Regions from separate parts of the Anser cygnoides genome. Here region 2 is linked to region 1. A link is a contact called in public Hi-C data. All regions are on one chromosome and are shown on one strand. The core of a region is the stretch at or near the end of the contact, and the rest is flanking DNA. Distances in the headings are between cores, read along the strand shown. Region 1 holds the start of TRAPPC3 (trafficking protein particle complex subunit 3). Region 2 holds the start of LOC106037927 (protein argonaute-1).

The links. A called contact is a pair of places that touch in the nucleus more often than the background predicts.
Region 2: a Hi-C map of liver shows a contact between it and region 1, with 2.0 times the contacts expected there. The contact joins the promoter of LOC106037927 here to the promoter of TRAPPC3 in region 1. A contact is called at or near these places in 2 of 7 Hi-C or Micro-C datasets (both in liver).

The regions. Positions count from the first base shown.
Region 1 is chr24:5,253,923-5,257,300 of Taihu_goose_T2T_genome, reverse strand. TRAPPC3 (trafficking protein particle complex subunit 3) reads right to left here and starts at 1,480. Exons shown (of 5, transcript XM_048052729.2): 1 at 1,324-1,480. The coding sequence starts at 1,365.
Region 2 is chr24:5,395,030-5,398,181 of Taihu_goose_T2T_genome, reverse strand. LOC106037927 (protein argonaute-1) reads left to right here and starts at 1,590. Exons shown (of 19, transcript XM_048052695.2): 1 at 1,590-1,748. The coding sequence starts at 1,724.

The DNA of each region.
Region 1 (3,378 bases), core at 231-2,730:
ACTGCTTCATGAGCTCAGCAGCAATCAGCTACCAAAAGACTTTAAGCACCCAAAAAGAACCAGTCGGGCTCCGGCTATTTGTGCTTAATTTTAGATCTAAAGAATTGAAACGTTCATTTTTTTTGTTGTTTGGTTTTTACTTACAATTCAGCCTTCATCTTGAAAAGATTGCTTAAGTTCACGTTACTCAGGAATGACAAGGTGGAAGCCTCCTTTAACTCAGCTGGAAGAGTCAGATATTTAGCAGAGAAATTTAACAAGCATGCAAAGAAGGGCACCTTATTTGAAGGATATAAGTCATTTTAGTAAGGATGGGGCTTGGCAGCTGGAGAGAGTAGGGGTGAGTGGAGGGAGAGATCCAGCTGTTACCAGCCCCAGCTGTTGTCAGTTACTGCACAAAGCCACAAAGCCATTGCTGTCAGCCCCCCCGTGTTAGTGCTGCAATTTAGGAAACTTTCAAGTGTTGTAATACGGAAAATTTCTAAATTCTTACTTGCAACTAACTCTCCAGTCAATCTGGTGGAATTAAAGCGCCTGAGACCTTTGCCTTATTTACATTTTTTACATTGCAGGTCAGTAAGCAGTCTGAGCAGTTTATAAAGGTTCCATGGCTACAGAAGTGCCAGAATCCTAAAGAAAGAGCACGAGTTCCTTAAATACAAACCGCTGCCCCCTGGAGAGCGCTGGCATGGTGGGGATGGGCAGGACCAGCTGCTCAGCACCCACCTGGGGGCTGCCACTGACACCCTTGAGGGAGAACATGCAAAGAGCGGGGAAAGAACAGGTTTAATACTTGCTGTTGAATACAGAAACACAGGATCGCGAGGGTTGGAAAAGACTTTCAGGATCACCTGGTCCAACCACCCCCCCCACCACTAACCATGTCCCCAAGCCCCACGTCCAACCTCTCCTTGAACACCCCCAGGGACGGGGACTCCACCACCTCCCTGGGCAACCCGTCCCAACGCCTGACCGCTCTCTCTGAGGAGAAATGTCTCCTCATTTCCAGCCTGAGCCTCCCCTGGCACAACCTGAGGCCGTTCCCTCTGGTCCTATCCCTGGTTACCTGTGAGAAGAGGCCGACCCCAGCTCCCCACACCTTTCAGCACCCGTACCGAGCAGCAAGGCCCCAGACGGCAGCACTGCACGGCCAATTAACCAAACTGTTCTGCCCCCGAGCTAATTGCTGCCCCCAAGCTAATTACTGCCCGTGCCCTAATTGCCCCAGCCCCGCTCACAGCGCGGCCCCGGGCGGCGGAGGCGGCAGTATTGGAGCTGCCGGGCCCCCACACGGCCCCGCGGCCGGCCGGGCCCCGCCGTTACCATTTTCTTGCTCTCGGTGCCGCGGCCGGCCTGGCGCGACATCCTGCACGGCTCGGCCCGGCCCGGCCCTGCCCGGCCCGCTGCCTCGCCCGGCCGCCCCGCAAAGCACCACGGGATTCGTAGTCCGCGCCGCGCCTCCGTCCGCGCTGAGGGCCGCGCGCGGAACTACAAGTCCCGCAGTGCAACGCGGGAGCGCTGCGCGCACGGAGGTGAGGGGTGGGGAAGGGGGGGCTTCCCGGCATGCCCGATGCGTCACGTGACGGTGAGAAGACTACAAGTCCCGGTGTGCAGCGCGGGTCAGGTGACTCCGCTCCCGGCAGGCGCTGGGGGCGGATGGGAGGGAGGGTGCTGCGCGCCGCTTGGGGGCGCCCACGCGGGGCTTAATTACAGTCATTAAACGCAGAATAATGACTTGTGCGTAGGGTGGTGGGGACACGGCGAGGTGGAGGTGCTGCGGCTCCGTGCCCAACCCCTCCTGCACCGTGAGGTCCCTGCCCTGGGCTGTGTGCCTCCCCCAGGAGGGAATTTACCGCCTTTGGTAGGCGATTGCCGCGGGTGTGCTCAGCTTTTGGGGCTTCCCCGGCCCAAAGTGAGCCAAAATCAGTGAAATACGCATTGCACGTGGTCTAACTCCCCGGATATGCATTCCCTGGTTTGTCTGGTTTTTCCCCATACACACGTTCCCTTGGTCTTTTTCCTCCAGGAGCAGAGGCTTCGTGCGCTGCCCGGGCACGGAGCTGATGGAAAGGGCAACCCAAATGGCAACCCCATTGCGAACCACGGGCAGGGGCTGCCTGGTGCCGAGCTAAACCTCGGCCACCACCTCCCGGTTCGTCCTGTGGGAGCGGTGGCACAGGAAAGCTGCAGAGCAAACATCACCGTGCTGTGTCCCCGCCGTGCTGAGCCGGCTGGGGGCACACAGGGGGGCTGCACAGCGCTGGCACCGTGGCAGCCTCGTCCCTGGGGACATGCGAGCACAATGCTGCAGGGACCCGCGTGCCCTGGGCTGCAAACTATTGGAAACAATCATTATCAGACTACTGCAGCTACTTATTTATCTCCTTCCATCCAGATGCACGTCCATGGAGGCTAAGCCCCGTGGAAGAGCATGGCTGTCCAGAGCTGCTGGAGGTGGGGGAGCAGTGGGATTTTATGGGAACCACCCTATTTTCTTGGCCAAGAGGAACCTGGCAGCAGCAGCTGGGTCAGAGACTTCTCAATATTTCTGCTCTGGCTTCTGCCCCCCAGAGCACGGCTGCTTCCCTTCGTGGCCCTGCTGGGAGCACCCAGGCCCAGCAGCTGGGGGCAGGAGCAGAAGTGGGGCAAGCGGTGCCCCTGAGCATGGAGCCGTGCCGCACAGCCCTGGGCTGCAGCAGGGCCCTCCCGGGGCCGGCTGTGCCTGTTCCTGCTGCGGGGCTGCCCCTGCCACGGGGTGCGTGGGGGTGAGCCGGGAGCCAGAGCACAGATGTGGGCTGCCACCTGCCACCGCGGCGGGGATGGGTGACGGTGCCAGAGTACAGGAGGGGGCATGAGGCAGGGCCTGGCTGCATTGCCTTGGCGTGGTGCTGTGGGGCTTGGCATGGCCTGGGCATGGCACTGTTGTCCCCAGTGTGCGGGTGAGGGCTCCAGACCCGTGGCCAGGCAGTCTGCGTGCTCAGGCCAGCCCTGCCGTGCTTCTCCTGCTGCTCCTGCCACCTTGCACGAGCCTTTGCCCCAGCCGCAGTGCCAGGCTCCTCACCAGGGACGCGGCAGCGCCAGGCTCCTGGGCGGCGTGCCACCAAGTGCCACCCTGCCGGGGGCACGAGCTGCCCGTGCCTCTCCTGTGCGTGCCACGTGTGTGCCCCCAGTGCCCCTCGTGCTGCTCTGGTGCCGTTCTGGGACTGGCAGCCCCACTTCCACCCTGAGATACGGTCCCTAAATTGCATGCCCCTCAGATGGCGCTGCCTGGGTCTCTTCGGGGATGGGGGGGGGGGTTCTGTTTACAGAGGGTCTTTTCGGGGGGATCCCATGCGCGTGGCTCTTCCCATTCCCTTCCCAATCTCTCCCCGAGCCCAG
Region 2 (3,152 bases), core at 341-2,840, 140 kb before region 1:
GGCTGTGACTATGGTGTTTTTGAAGGAAATGCCTATCTGATGCAGGTAAGCAGCACCCTGCTGTGGGACGATACACGTTTTTCAGCAGCCGCTGCTGGTTGTGAACGCTAGGTGTTGCAGGCTTCCAGGCTCACGCTTTGCCATGTTCAGCCCCAGCGGCCAGCCGGGTTTCAGCATGCAGACATGCGCAAAAAGCAACCGCACACTAAGTTCTGCTCCCATCACATGAATTGTGGATGTGAGCAGCTCCTGTTCGTGACAGCAGGAGTTCCCCTTGCTTGGTCCTGTTAGTAAGAAGTGAAAACACTTCTTTTTAATACTTTGAATTTTTGCGGCTTTCTTCCATTACCTCATACAATTAAAACTAGGATTAAAAAAAGATCACGTTTTGCATTGTCTTGAAACAATGCTACTGAGGTTTCATACATTACTATAAAGTCATGCCACACAATCAGTGTTTTCACTCTTGTATGCCATTTAGGGAGAGTAAGTCTAACATATATCGTTTAAAATGGGTTGTTCTTGTCTCTATAATTTCACTTGTTCTTAGGTAGAGCAGGACCAAGAAAGGGGGCTGTGAATAGATCACTTGCTAGTGTAACGCCACCACTGTTGTTGGTTTGCCAGCAAGGCTCAGACCAGAGCATCCTTTAAAATAAAAACTGCTAAGAAACGAACACACCCTCCTGTTCTTTATTCTTCAATCCAGCAACAAGAAATGAATCTTTAAAAAAGAAAAACCTCCCCTGCCAAAGGCATCTCGCCATAAACCCACAAGGAGCTAATGACTGCCCTAGCACTGCAGGACCTCAACTACTAAGGAATTTATTCCTTAATTGTGTACTCTATTAGACGGCCTAAGGACAGTGCTGTGAAGCATCGGACAGCTGCGGTGCCTTCCTGCGGAGCACGTTTGGCCTGTGGGTCCTGTGAAATTCCTTGAGGTTGGAGGTTTCAGCCCCTGTCCACCTGTTCCATTTTCTGTTAAATTCTGTTCTCGCAGAAGAGGCTGGCCGCAGAGGACAGCTGCGTAGCCCAGTTTTGTCCTGAGGAGGGGATGAAGACGGAGGGCTCCTGCCCCTGGAGCTGAGCAGGGGCAGCTGATGTTTGTCATGATGTAATGAGACCAGAGATGAAAAACCCATGCAGGAGCAGCGAGTGCTTCGTGCCTGGCTGTGACCACGGAGCCACCAAGGGCCCATGCCTCCTGTAGAGCTGCCACAGGCCATTCCAGCTCAAGAGAACTCATTAATACCATTTTAATTGCTAGCTCTGCGTGGCTCACGGCATACTTAAACCCCCTCTTAGATCCTGGTAACGAGACACACCAAACCATCAGCACGCCCCACTTATCCCAGCGCCTTCCCCATAGCCCAGCACCCCAACACCGCACAGCTCAACCTTCCCGTCCCCGGTGGGGGGACCCCCGCTGTCCCTTCAGGGGGTCTCCGATCCCTTTCCCCGCGTGTGTTTCCCCCCCCCCCCCCCCCCCCCAAACACCCCGCGGGGGGCGGTGGGGCCGGGCCGGGCCGGCCCAAAATGGCGGCGGCGGCGGGGCCGGCGGGCGCCGCCTTTGTTGGGCGCGGGGCCGGGCGGCGGCGCGTGCGCGCTGGGTGGCGGCGTGAGGCGGCGGCGGTGCGGCACCGGCCCCGGCCCCGAGCCCCGGCCTCTGCCCGGCCCTGCCCGCGGCCCCCGGCTCGGAGCGGAGCCCCGCGTGGATGGGATGGAAGCGGGACCCTCGGGAGCAGGTCGGTGGGGAGGCGGAGCCGGGGGGGGGGACGCCGCGGACGGGAGGTGTTGTCCGCGCTCCCCCCTGGGGGCTGCGGGTGCGAGACCGGGGAGCCGGCGAGGGGGCGAGCTGGGGGGCGAGGGGGCTGTGTGGGGCTGCCCAGGGGGTTGTGGGGCTTCCCTGGGGGTTGCGGGGTTGCCCCGGGGCAGTGTGGGCTTGCCCCGGGGGCTATGGGGCAGCCCCGGGGGGTGCCCGCTCCCCACGGAGCAGCAGCACCGTGCGTGTGCGCGCCCCCCACCCCGTCCCTCAGCCCCCCGTCTCCCCCCGTTGCAGCTTTGTGGGGCCGGGGCTGAGCTCCGGAGTCTCCCCCGGTTCCAAGCGGGGGCTCCCGGCCTCCGCCTCGAGCTCCCCGCGGCCCCCCCCCGGGGCTCCCCGGGCTCACGCAGCGGGGCCGTGGCGGTGCCAGATGCTCCGGTGCCAGCCGTGAGCAGCGCAGGCTCCCGCTGCGCCACGGGGCTGGATTTTGGCTATCTCAGCCCGGGAGGGGAGCGATGCGGGGGCCTGGCCTTGCGCGGGGCGGCGTGCCGGCGACTTCGGTGCCCGCCGCAACGTGCTGCGGTTCCGAGACGAAACCCCCGCGTGTTTAAAATCGAGCCGTGTCCTTTTTTTTTTTCTTAACGCGTTTAATTGAAGCCTAGCGTGGAGGTACCTACGCGCCTACGTTACCTTTTGGCCGCCGGAGCGGTGCGTGTGGTGCCGATGTGTTGGCCTCCTGGAGACCGTGATTTGGCGAGCAGCGCGGGGCTGGCACGGCGTGGCCGGGGCGATGGTGCCCCTGCAGCCCGGCTCCGTCTGGGAAACGCCGATAGCACAGCTCACGCCCCGACACGCGCGCTGTCAGCCTTCAGTAATTTTGTTAAGGTGCTTTGAAATCTCTCGGATGGGCTGGGGAGGATGGGGACGTGCCGGGGTTCAGGCCCAGCTGATGTCTCTGCACTGGGGCTGCGCTGCGAACGAAGCCCTGATGCCCCTTTGTTGGGAGTTTGCCCTTTTCTCCCCCAAAATCCGGCTGTGGGAAGCCGGCTTCGTCGAGGCTCTTCTCCCGCACGGGGCTGTAGCGGGACCGCGCCGCCGGGGTCACCCTGCGGGCCAGGAAATGTTTGTCCTGTGTCAGCAGGATGAGCGCCGCGCCGCCCGCCTGCCTTGTGCAGCCCCTTCCCCTGCTGACGGTCTCCTCGGTGTGGTGCGGGCCTTGCGTTTAGGCTTTAATAACGCCGGAGCTGTAACCTGTCAGGATAAGAAAGCTCAGGGGGGAAAAAAAACCACGCTCGGATGTGCTGAACATGAAAATGTCTGGAAAGGCAGCAGAGGGGAACCTGGGAAATTTTCAGATGTACAGGCAGCTGCTGGGGGAGGAACATGC